3 separate regions of the Sus scrofa genome follow, and regions 1 and 3 are each linked to region 2. A link is a contact called in public HiChIP or PLAC-seq and promoter capture Hi-C data. All regions are on one chromosome and are shown on one strand. Each heading gives the region's core, a stretch centred on a gene start, on an enhancer-like site or on the middle of the called end of the contact. The rest is flanking DNA. Distances are from core to core; before and after follow the strand shown.

Evidence for each region. Promoter capture Hi-C pulls out the DNA fragments that hold promoters and counts their contacts. HiChIP or PLAC-seq counts read pairs in DNA pulled down with a chosen protein or histone mark.
Region 1: a promoter capture Hi-C map of liver shows a contact between it and region 2, with 4 times the contacts expected there. The contact joins the promoter of MFAP1 here to the promoter of CTDSPL2 in region 2. A contact is called at or near these places in 1 of 5 promoter capture datasets (liver), 1 of 47 Hi-C or Micro-C datasets (heart right ventricle) and 1 of 2 datasets of contacts at active chromatin or transcription factors (alveolar macrophages).
Region 3: an H3K27ac HiChIP or PLAC-seq map of alveolar macrophages shows a contact between it and region 2. The contact joins the promoter of SERINC4 here to the promoter of CTDSPL2 in region 2. A contact is called at or near these places in 1 of 5 promoter capture datasets (fetal skeletal muscle), 1 of 47 Hi-C or Micro-C datasets (heart right ventricle) and 1 of 2 datasets of contacts at active chromatin or transcription factors (alveolar macrophages).

The regions. Positions count from the first base shown.
Region 1 is chr1:127,739,001-127,743,098 of Sscrofa11.1, forward strand. MFAP1 (microfibrillar-associated protein 1) reads left to right here and starts at 2,407. Exons shown (of 9, transcript XM_001928118.5): 1 at 2,407-2,686. The coding sequence starts at 2,608. WDR76 (WD repeat-containing protein 76) reads right to left here and starts at 2,349. Exons shown (of 15, transcript XM_021096581.1): 1 at 2,247-2,349; 2 at 767-866; 3 at 438-519. The coding sequence starts at 494.
Region 2 is chr1:127,123,003-127,127,026 of Sscrofa11.1, forward strand. It overlaps CTDSPL2 (CTD small phosphatase-like protein 2), which reads right to left and starts at 2,745. Exons shown (of 13, transcript XM_021096524.1): 1 at 2,218-2,745.
Region 3 is chr1:127,757,759-127,762,150 of Sscrofa11.1, forward strand. SERINC4 (serine incorporator 4) reads left to right here and starts at 2,616. Exons shown (of 10, transcript XM_013993067.2): 1 at 2,616-2,717; 2 at 3,529-3,707; 3 at 4,153-4,273; 4 at 4,361-4,392. The coding sequence starts at 2,616.

The DNA of each region.
Region 1 (4,098 bases), core at 1,157-3,656, 620 kb after region 2:
TAACTTGAATAGAATTATTTACTATACTAGGCACATTTCTTACCCATAAGTCTGCCAGACAAATAATAAAAATAACTACAATCTGTAATTGAAGAGACCGAGGAAACCAGAATAGTTTCAAGAGCCGAAAGCTGACCATCACTACTGCAAAAGCAAATGCACACTTTCTGATCCCATCATGAAACTATTTCTGGAATTAGTGATAAGGACTTTCCTCAATGCTGATAGGCCTAGTTTCCATAGAGGAAAACCAGGACAGGCATCTCTGCTATCTTTTGGAGCAACACCCCAGAAAAACCCGTTAAACTGAGACAAGCCCCATAAAGCGGGAAAGTTTGACAAGTCCTCCTGTCCTCCTCGGCCTATGCCGGGCAGATCCCTCACGAAGACTGAGGCAGGAACACACCCGAAAGCAACAAGCCGTTTCTCACATTCACCTGCAGCCGCTGTCTGGAGCCTGCCTTCTCCTCGGCCTCCGCGCGCGGTCCAAACATCTTTCCGCAGTTTAGCTGCTGGCGTCTTCCCGCCAAGATTGCGGCAGGAGGTGGGGATGGGTGGGGTCGGGAGGGGAGGGGCGGGGTCGGGAGGGGAGGGGCGGGGCCCGGGGCAGGGGAAGCCGGGCGGCGCAGGCGGGTTCGGATCCCAGCCATTGGGAGGGGGAGGGGGCACGGGGCATTACGTTAGTAGCTTAAGGAGGCTAGCTTGGCAGCCTCATCCCAAACTCAAATTCTTTAGGGAAATGTAGAAGCCAAATCGGCATTTTTACCTTGGATCCAGGTGATTTTGATGCTGCTGATGTCAGTATCTCACTTTGAAGAACACCTGCACTTCTGCTAAGGAAAAACCACCTTGCCTAGCACTGTGAGCTTGGAGAAGATTCAGATGCACTTAGATGTCGTATGAAATAAAGAGGAAATGAAATCGAAACCAACATGCAGCCTTTTACCTTGACTCCTAGTTCCTTGTAACCCCACCACCAGAAAACTATGCCCTATGGCTACCTTATTATCTTCTCCCTAGGAAAGGAAGCATTTTGATATTTTTTCAAGAGCCAATAACAAGCTGGTTTAATTTCACCCACAAGTTAACTAAGCTGGTTTAAATTTTGCCCACCAGTTAGGATTCTAGTAATGACCTTACAAAGCCCCAACACTGGGAGAAAGTTCTCAATAGCTTCTGTATCACAAAAGCACCAAATGTAAGACTTTAGGGCACTGCATTTAAGAGTTACAGTCATATCAAACTTTTTTTTCTATTCTCTAGATGTCCGTGAGCAGAAACAACTAACTGCCTTCCCATCAGATTTACTCCTTCTGAATAGCACGGTTTTGAAGCTGATAAAATTATAATACAAATTTCTATTTGCTCTATTTTTACAGTCCTTTTCTTTCCAGCTCAAAATTGCTCCTTTGATGGCTTACTTGAGTCATCCATTGTTCCTTAATGGAGATTTGCTCAATTGTATTTCTCCCAGCCTAAGCCCAATTTTAGAACACAGATGAAATAATTTTAGAACGAATCCTTCAAAGCCCTTCAGGAACTTTCACACTCCTCAAATGAAAAATTACTGATAAAATCAAACTTTTCATAGTGTCTAATATATATACCATGCAATTTCTGTACTTCAAGACTTTGCTCATGTGTCCCTTCCCTCCCCACCACAGCAGTTATAAAATCCTTTCTACACTGAATGTGTTTTGACTTTCAATTAGCCTATGTTTTTTACACAGCCCAGCAAGTAAATTGGGATTGTTTCTGATATTACTGTAAAAGCCCTTGAAGACTTCCTAAATAAAATTCAAGTATTTGGAAGACATAAGCCTTTTAACAATGCTCCATACTCCTTAGAGCTAAACGAGGTAAATACAGCAAGTGCTTAATAATTACTTATGGACTTTCATATACAACCATTCCAGCCAAGAATATGTTTTAATAGGCAGTCTCTAGAAAGGAAAGAACTGAAACGCCTAAGAGTGTTTGGATTTCAGGCATTGTTCTAAGCCGTTTAGGGGATTTTTTTTTCCTGCCACTGGTCTAAATTAGCACCACTTGCCCTGACGTAACCCAAAAATATCGCACTACAAACCGCTCGGTCTCATCAAGTGAGAAAATCAGGTGCTATTAGCAGGATTTCTATTTCGATTTAACTCTAATTCTTAGCTTTCAACAATCTGAACACACTGTCCTTCTCTAACTCCTCGGTTTCTTCTTCATCACTTTGCCATTTTCCTCGGCTTCAAACGAACCTAATCAGCGAAACCTTTAATTCGGGTCTTCCGCGGACCTCAGAGTCTTAACCGCAAAGTCCAGAGAGCCATTTCCCGCCAGAAGTGGCGTCCAAATACCGCGAGACTAAGGTCGACAGGGAGTTTATGAGCATGCGCAGTAACAGACTCCACGGACTTTGGCTCCCTGACGTCCTCCACAATCCCACAATCCTCTAGTCGTACATTTCCTGTTTTTCTAGCTCAGCCGTAAGTGGTGTTTCTATCAGTACGCAGCAGTGTCCAGTGGCCTCTGGTGCGGAGGATTTTCTGTTCGTTGACGTTGTACCTGTTCACAGTTTGGAATCAGTCAAGTTTTGGAATCACCGCCGCTGCCATCAAAATGTCGGTCCCAAGCGCACTCATGAAACAACCGCCTATTCAGTCTACGGCTGGGGCCGTCCCGGTTCGCAATGAGAAAGGTACTGTGTTGAGCTGTTTTCCAGTCGGATCTTACTTGTTTCCCTAGCATATTCCAAACCGACCCCGGGCCCACCACCTCAGCCCCAGCGATCCTTAAGACCTTGCCCCCTATTTCTTTCGCCATCAAACTCGCATCCAATCGCGTTGCCTAGAAGGGAAAAAAACACCCACACTATTTCCACCTCATCTTGTTCCTAGAGCCTGTCGGTTCACTCCTACAGCAAGCATCCTCTTCCCTTGGCCTCCACCAATAAACTAGAGTAATAAATAAAGTGAACGCTTGCTGTTTGGAAGGCGTTGTGCGGGATACAATCCCAGTTTTGTTATCCATAATCTGTTTATGCTTTTATAACTCTTACTGTAATTATGTGTCCATCTCTCTCTACTGCATCATAAACTCATAGATTCCTCAAGGCAGGAACCCTCTCTTATTAAACTTTTTAATCCCTTTCAACCAACGCAGTGACTGTATTTGTTAAATTTAATACAGAGACAGTACCCCTAACCTTAAGGAACTCATAGTAGACGTGATTCATGCAAAAAGAGACCTATTCTAAGCAAGTGTGCAGTCTTTCGCACCCCTAATACTGTTACATAGGTGATGTAAACCAAGCGCTTTGAATAATCTCTTCAGACTGGGGTACTCAAGTTGATCTTTAAAGGATAGGTTTGATTCCAGTGAGTGCAGATGGATGAAGCAACACTGTACCTGTTTAGGGAGTCAGACTGAAAAGTCAAGAGTTTTTTCAGTAAGATATTTGGAAAATAATATCACTTCTTTCCTGTTTTTTAAATATAAGGTACTTATCCTTGTGTAACCTGCCTTTTTTTTTTTTTTTCCTTAAACTCTGTGGTTTTTTGATAAGTGCCTTTGGATACATGGAGATCTTATTAATTTAACTGCTTATGAGGTCTATTATATGGAGTTTGTTCCCTGCTGAGGGACAATTAGCTGTTTTGTTACTTTTTTTCCTCTTACACACAGCGCTGCAGTTATCATTCTTTAGTGCACTGCCTTAAGAATTTTAGGGTAGACTCCTAGAAGTTCTTCATCAATTAACTACCTATTGCCATTTGCTCTCCACAGTGGATTGTAAGAGCATTGAAAGTTTTTATTTCCTGTTATATTACCCACAATCTTGGTTGTATGAGATTTTTTTTATTTGCCCGATCTAATGGGTGTGAAACAATAGCACGTTATTTTAATTTGCAATTTCCTGAGTCCAGGATTACTAGGCATCTTGTTTGTGTGTTTATCATCTCTCTAGGTGTTGTCTTCTATGAATTATCTCTTTCAATTACCCATTTTCTATTTAGTTTGTTCTGACACATCCCAAATCTTTTTTTTTTTTTTTTTTTTTTTTTTTTTTTTTTGTCTTTTTGCCTTTTCTAGGGCCACTCCTGTGGCACA
Region 2 (4,024 bases), core at 1,495-3,994:
TTTAGCGCATTAATCCAAAAATCTATGACTGAGATAATTTAATACCATTTCATTCAATCTTCAATTAACCCTATAGTTACAAGTCTAGAACATCCTTTCTGAACAAAAGTTTGTTTTTTTAACCAGAATTGTATGGACTCTGTTAAATAATATTCTTGTGAAGAAGCCTCTCAACCAGAAATCTCAAACATGCGATCAGCTAGATGAATTTAGGAAAAGACAAAACACACCTAATTCTGAGTTTCTTAACAACGGGAAATGAAATGTCCAAGAACACACCATGTAGAATATTATAAAACATAACAATCCTATTTGGTTTTTCTATAAAGTCCTATTTGTAATGTCTATACAGCTACAAATCCACAGAGGTTAAGGACTATGTGACGTGAGTTGTCTTTCAACCTACACTGAGAAGAGCATTAAAAGAGCTGAATGAATGAAGAATTAAAAACAATTTATGAGAGTTCTTAAAGACCAGTCTACATACAATGCTCACTCAGCTATTTGTAAAACAAATTTTATTAAAAACATTAATGCTCGATAAATTACCCCAAAGGTCATTAAAGTACAGACAAAACCTACACTAGAACAATAATTTTACATCCTTTTAAGTCATACATTTGGCCCTATTTTTGGAACAAATTGGCACAGCAAGTATCCAACATGACCTCACCTCCACTTCCCACTCTTTATTCTTTAGGTTTAGAAGGTAAGTATGAAATTCAACTCAATCCTAAAAGACTGCTTCATTTAAGTGCTACATTTTGCCTTGACTTTCTTTATGACCTTGGAAGGAATCTACCAAATAACAACTATTTTGATGTTTCCATGTTTCTGTTTATTAATGAAATTTAATCTGTTTATTAATGAAATTTAATATGCTAACAATGTGGAAGTCTTTTAAACTGAACCTAGAGAGCAGAAAGCCTGAGTTACAAAACATCAAATGATATGTAATGCGAACCACATTTTTAAAACCTAGTTTGACTAGTTAAAAATAAAAAACTACAAAGTTTGGGCCTCAAATTCAACAAGATTGAAAAACAAGTTCTGCAAAACACCAACAGCCTCCTTATTACCTCTCTTTATGGACAACTGGTCTGCAATGTGGAAGAGAAGAAAAAATAAAAGTAGCTTTAACAAGCCATGTCCTTGCTTTTATAAGGATAACAGGTGAACAACAAACGAAAATTTAAAACTTGGCAAAGAATGAGGAGACTGTATATAAAGAAATCTACAATCTGAAAATTACGAAGCTAAGTATCTTTTAAGCTACCAATTTGTATATCTACGTTGGGCAATAATCTTGGTATTACTGCTTTATTAGCATTAGAGAGATAAATCCCTGCCTTGGAGGAACATCTACTAAGTACATGTCATTTCAGAATCTTAGTGCAGTTTACGGGCAGTGTCTCTGTAGGTTTCCCTAAGGTACTCTTAAGGGCTTACCATCATTCAAACATCCAGCTACCGCTAGGGTGAGAAGTAAATAAACACAATTTACTTATGCAATATATTTACCCCGGAATTATAGTCAAGAATGCAAAAGTAAGCACCCATACAGGCATTTAACACCCAAAGAAAGCGTAGAATACTACGGACGATGAGATTCACCCTTAATCGACCACTATAGAAACCAGAGGCCTTCCACATGAGCTGTTCTTTACCAGCACTCTTGATTGAAAAAGTAACAATGTCAACTCAATATTTTAACAGCACAAAAGACAAACAGAACTCAGTGAAATCTTTTCTTCCAGATCCTTAAAAGGTGCTTATAAAAACTAAGAGAGAGCAACGCCCCCCTAAAAACACCTTACTAGAAAAAAAGAAATACCCAAAACATCAGGTGGGTCAGGGTTAGAAAAGCTGATCTAACCCAATTACCCGGAGGGACCACAAGGTTTGGAACTAGGGACGTGAGATCGGGGTGGGGGTGGGTAGGAAAGTGAAATCTAACCCCAGAAATCACAACACAGGCCGCAGCCTGAGAGCTGAAGCTGGCGGGAAGTGAGCTCTCTTTCTGTTCCCAGGGGAAAGTCCAGAGAAGAGAGGCTCCACACAGCGGACGTACGAGGCGCCAACAGTGCCTGCCTACTAAGGCGCCGGAGCCGCTGGAGAACCAGGTTGAGAAGGGGAGGAGATCCCGGCAGACGGCCCTGGGAAGAGGAGGAGGACTAAGGTTGGAAGCCGCGGCAGCGTCTGGACGAGGGGAATTACCTAACTGTGACGACAGAGAAGTGTCCTCAGGCTCCGGCGATGGTCCCGACTGCGCAATGTGCGGTGTCTTTCCCCCTTAGCCCGCAGCAGCAACAGAACCAGCTCCTTCAGCCAGTCGCCATTTCCCGCCTACCGACCTGCTGCACCGCACGGACAGGGACCCGGATGGAAAGCGGCCTCTCCGCGCAGGCGCCTTGACTTCCTCCTCCCCCTCCCGCCACAATTCCGAGAGGTGGGAGGGAAGGAATGCAGGCAGCCACGGCGTAGCGGGCGGGGGGAGCCAAAAAAACAACTTTACTTCCGTGAAGAGCGTTAGAGTTCCCGCCGGCGGAAGAAACTCGCGATCCCGAATTCCTGACAAAAACTGAACAAAGGACCTTGGTACCAAGTGGAGTAACAAGGAAAAAATCTAGCAGGCTACGCCAGTGCCTGGGGGATGTTTGTACTTTAGGGGCCTCCGTAGCTGGTTGTGGAGTGGTCGCAGGGGGAGTAGGGAATAAAGCGTTGGGAGTGGAGAGGCGGGGACCCGAAAGACGGTTTTTCCTCCCACTGCTAACGGAACTGCTTAGGCAGAGCGGGGAGGGGGTGCGCGCCCTAGCCCTGGAGGCGGGGCTTACGAACGCTGAGCGCAACCTGGCTGCTAGGGTTTAGTAACCCGGGTGCGCCAGGTGGGTGGAGCCGAGTGAGAAGGGGTGGTACTTAACGGCTTGGCGCGCTGGAGGAGGAGGTGGTGTGTAGAGAGCAATGCCCGAGGCCAGGTTAAGGCGAATTCTTGGTCTGTCCTGGCGTCCCGGTGGCACCTGAAGAGCCTTTTTCCAGCTCACTGCCTAGAAGGCACAGCAGTTGCTGTGGGTTGTATAAACCTACGCCACGCGTGTTGGCTGTGGTTGTGCTAAGTTAGATCGTAAAAACGAAGGAATTCATACCTGCAGGCCTGGGTCAAAGGACAGCCAACCTCACGCGGTGAAAATGAATCAGTCCCGAGCGTCCAGTGCTAGTGGAATGACAGAAAAGCAAGCATGGTGATTGGGAGAGCATTATCTATTAAAACTCCAGGCCACTCTCGTTATCCAATCAAGAAATATTTATTGAAAAACCACAATGTCTGAGGACCATACTAGATGAGAGGAATGTAACAGTGAACAAGGCAGACGGAAATACTGACTTCCCAGAGTCTGCAAATTGTTGAAGAAGGCAAAAAAACAATTTAAATACCGTGTGATAAAATGATTACAAGAAGGGGTTCTTCACACGCATTGAAAAAGCGCAAGGAAGGGTACCAGTGAGGAGGTCTGGAAACGTTTTAATGAAATGACATGTAAGTGAGATAGGAAGAGTTGATGTTACAAAGGAAGAGTTGATGTTACAAAGGAAGAGTTGATGTTACAAAGGAAGAGTGTCTAGACAAGGAAAAACGAGATGGAAAAGTCCAAAGAGGAGATTGCGTTGAGCATTTGGGGAAGTTGTTCTGTTCTTGGGATGGTGGAAAGAGATGAGGCTGAGGTAAGGACAGAACCTTGTGAATCTGGTTGTTGATGTTTCAAAGTGTGGAGCAGATGAGTTGTCTTCTGAAAGCCTTATATACTACAGATCTTGTGAGAACTCAGAATTCACTTGAGTCCTAAATCTTCCTGGTACAAGAATGCTCTGAATACAACATTTCTTGAGAGGCAGTAGTATACAGTATGTAAAACTGGAAATAGTTCACAAAATAATAGATTTCAGAAAAACTAATTGAAAATCAGAAGATAACTACTGATTGTCCAGTGTGTATCATGGAAAGCAAAAGCATATTAAATAATTACCC
Region 3 (4,392 bases), core at 1,366-3,865, 630 kb after region 2:
TAGGAACCATGAGGTTGCAGGTTCAATCCCTGGCCTTGCCCAGTGGGTTAAGGATCCGGTGTTGCCATGAGCTGTGGTGTAGGTTGCAGACGCGGCTCAGATCCTGCATTGCTGTGGCTCTGGCGTAGGCTGGCAGCTACAACTCCGATGAGACCCCTAGCCTGGGAAACTCCACATGCCACGGTTGCAGCCCTAGAAAAGGCAAAAAGACAAAAATAAATTAAAAAATAAAGTAGGAGTTCCCGTCGTGGCGCAGTGGTTAACGAATCCGACTAGGAACCATGAGGTTGCGGGTTCAGTCCCTGCCCTTGCTCAGTGGGTTAAGGGTCCGGCGTTGCCGTGAGCTGTGGTGTAGGTTGCAAACGCGGCTCGGATCCCGCGTTGCTGTGGCTCTGGCGTAGGCAGGTGGCTGCAGCTCTGATTAGACCCCTAGCCTGGGAACCTCCATGTGCCGCGGGAGCGGCCCAAAGAAATAGCAAAAAGACCAAAAAAAAAAGGCTTATGAACTGGATTGGTGACATCTATACACATGGCTCCTAAGGAGGTACTGACCTTTCAGCTTTTCATAAGCTACACACACCACAGGGTACAGTAAACTTTGCTGAGACTCTTAAGTGTACTTTGAACACTGCTGAGAACTAGATAAATGAATGAGCCTGGCCTCATTCAGCATCTGAACATGAGTACTCTTTCTTCTACATTGATCCTTCACATACGCTCATTACCCCAACATGTAAATTTTCCACAATAAGATACAATATAAACATACATTGCACTTCATCCAAAATGATAAAACTGCAAGAAAAAGAAGGCATCTTTATTGAAATAAGTTAATCCAGTGGGTATGTCTGAGAAAGCACAAATCAGTTGGTCAGGGCAATAAGAGCCTCTACCACGTTGCCCATGTGTTCTCTCAAACTCCGTTCTGCTGCTGCTCGAGAGATCTCCATCTCTGTCATCTGCAAGAAAAGGATCAATATTAGCTAAGTTTCCTCCAGTGCATTAATGTGGCAGCAAATCATGCTGTTTCAGGAAACAACCCAAATCAAACTAACCTTCCCGGTTCACACACTAGTTAGACATTATTACTCACTATCAGCTCCAGATCTTCCTTCTTGATGGTGACTTTTGCCAGTTCCTTCTCCCTGCAAATATTCATGTACTTTAGTCCTCAATCCCTACCTCCACCTTAAACTCCCAGAAAGGATCATTCCCGGCTGTGCCTTACAAATGACTTGGTAAATACTGCTGACTGAAAATACAAAAAGACTCCCGCCCCCTCACTTAACATCCCATCCCACCCTATCCCATAGAGTATGTCCAGCAGGCAGCAGGCGTTGTTAGGAGGCTTTTCCTTCCACTAACAAAAGAGTAAAATCCTAAATCTTAGATCTGCAGGAATTGATGTTAGAGTTGAAGAACAGTACCAAGTATAAAAAGCCTAACGATGGCTTTTTTATACCCTTCGTCTGGGGGAAAAAGCAGGGGGTGGTAGGGTGATTGCGTGCGTAAGACTTACCGCTCCTGCTTTGCTTTCTGCTCCCGGGACCGCCTATCTCCGATTACGGACATGGCCTATAGAAAAGGCAGATGTAGTTACTGCAAACACCAGTGCCAAGCAGGTGAGGTGTATATTCACGACGAGTGTCCGAGGAACCAGGGCCTATGTTTAATTCAATTCCGTACACCCGAGATCCACTTTCAACCCAATCTCCAAAGCTCCTTTTTGCGAGCGGCGAGCCCCAGTGACGGTTCAGCTTCCCTCTCGCTTCCTCCCACCTCACGGGTCAGGCCACGTCCTGAAGCGGGGCTTCCACTTACAGCCTCAAAGCCTTTTCTCCTCTCATCCCGCCCAGACAAGCTCCCGGCCAACCTCACCGTCTCCAGATTGGAACTCTGGATCTCCTTCTCCTCCGCATAATCGGTGACTCGCTCCAAGTCCGCCGCACCGCTGTCGTGCTTCCGTGGCTTCTCGGGAGGTCGCTCCGGGCCACTGGTCTCAGTCTCCAATTCTAGCTCCACATCCCCCTCGGTCGCCATTTCGATCCCACCGCGCCGCCCCTCAGGCCCGGCCCCGCCTCATGAGGACTTCCGGTAACTGCCCCGCAACTTCCGCCCGGAGAGGAGGCGGGGCTGCCCCTGGACCACACCTTCTTTAGTGCTCTGGTTCTAGAAGCTTCAACGAGGAAACCGGTTGTCTCTTTGACTTCCTTTCCGGCTTGTACAGAGTTGTTTTCTGACAGGCCGTGTCCCAGCCTAACCTGTCATCACTCCAGACTGTCCTCCTCCTCTTCATCTAGATCCGCCCACACACCTCAAGGAATTCTCTTCCAGATGGATAAAGTCTAATCCTAAACCAATTAAGAATGCTAATCTACAGGCCAGATACCAAACCACTCCCTAATCTGAGAAGAACAGGCCCCCGGGGAGAAAGTAGTTTCACAGGGACATTTGCATTTACCACATCCTGGAGGTTGGTGTTCTTTTCCCTCCCCTCCATTCTGCCTTAAACTGGGTGACCAGCCTCAGCACAGTCCAGTGGGCTGATACAAAGGAAAGCGCCTTTCTCATCTACTGTCCATCTGGTGGACCTGGGCCTAATCCCTGGGATAAGGATGGTGGGTGCAAAGGCGGTCACGAGCTCGAGCACCTCTCCCCGCCTGGCGCAGCAACACAGTGGAGTGAGCAGCGTCATACTGAGCCCTCCCTTCTATCAGGTGAGAGGATATTTGGCCAGAGAGCTCCCTAGAGCATGTGCTATCTGAAAAACTGGAAGGAAATAGTGGGGAATCTAAAAAGCTGGGGAGAAAAACCCAGGGGAGCTGTTTAAATAAGGATAGGCCTTCCTTTCCTCTGGGGCCCTTATGCTTCTTTGCCTCTAAGAACATTCATCATTAAACCTCTCCTCCCATGTTCCTGGTACCAGATGTTTAGGTCCAGGGAAGGGTTTGAAGCCAGGTGTGACTTAGGCTTTTGGGAAATTCTGCTCAAGCCAGCAGGTAAGCTCTTATGATGAAAGCGCTACTTGATGTCAGTGGAAGGCAATCCTAAATAGCCTGGAACCAGAGAGTCTGAGAATTCCTGAGTAAAAGGAAAGAAGAGAAGGGAGGGGGAAATTTTGGAATTCAGCCTCATGGGTTAACCTCACACATACATTAATGTAAGCCCTTCCTCAGTAAATCATCTCTGCTTTGCTGCCCTGCACGTGCTCTACCCTCAGGTGTCCTGCTGTGGGCCTGTTTCCTGTACCTGCTGCCGGCATTCTAGGTGGCCTCCTCTCACAGAGTCTCCTTGTAGCCGCCTGTTCTACATTCTCCTCCATGTGGGGGCCTCAGCAGTCTGCTGCCTCCTATTGTCAAGGACAGTAGTGGAAAGAGTCTGGGGCAAGGCACGTGGAGTAAGTGGGAGAATAAAAGGAGAAACCCTAAGATAGACAAAAGATTTGGATGGAGGGAAATGAGTGGACATACTCATGGAAGTAGGTGTAACGATTCACCCAGCCATTTCTCACATGTATCTTCCCTCCAGATCCAGATGCCCTCAGGGCTGTGTGCCCATCTGTTTGGCCATTCTCACTGCCCAGTTCTCAGTGGCTCTGGGGCTGTGTACCGAGTATGTGCAGGAACTGCCACCTTCCACCTGCTACAGGCTGTGCTGCTGGTCCACCTCCACTCCCCCACCAGCCTGCGAGCACAGCTGCATAATAGGTTTGTGTGTACTCTTTAGGTGGGGAGAGGATGGGGAGGTAAGTACACATAAGCTGAGCAAAGGAAATTCCAAGATGGAGTAATAGCACTGTAAAGAGACAGAAAATAAGTTAAGTCCCTGCTTCTACTATACCTGCCATATGACCACAAGCCACATACTTATCCTCTTTGAGCTTCTAGTTTCTAAAATGGAGATAACAGTGGGGTTACTATATACAAGCCCTCTGTCAATGCTAAACATTGTCCAGATGTTATTTAGATATTTGAGAGTCAGAACTTTACACAGGCTGTGAGGGACCTGTCTCCAGTCCCTTACATGGGACTGATTCTTCCCCTCCTATACTTAGTTGTCTCTTTTCTCCCCTTTTCTATAGTTTTCCTTTTCCCTTTGCATTCCTCCTTTGCTTTTCTTCTGAGTCTGGTTTTCTCTTTCCCTCCTAACCAGCTTCTGGGTCCTCAAGCTGCTGTTCCTGCTAGGTCTCTGTGCTGTTGCTTTCTGCATCCCTGATGAGCATCTCTTCCCAGGTACCTTCCATCTCATCCTGATCGGCAAGAGTGAGCTAAAAGTTTTTCTAAGGAAAAAAAGAGGGTAGCAAGAGGACCAGGAGTTAACAATATGATCAGCTAGTTTTCCACTGATGCTTCACTTGCAGTCTGGCATTACATTGGCATCTGTGGAGGCTTT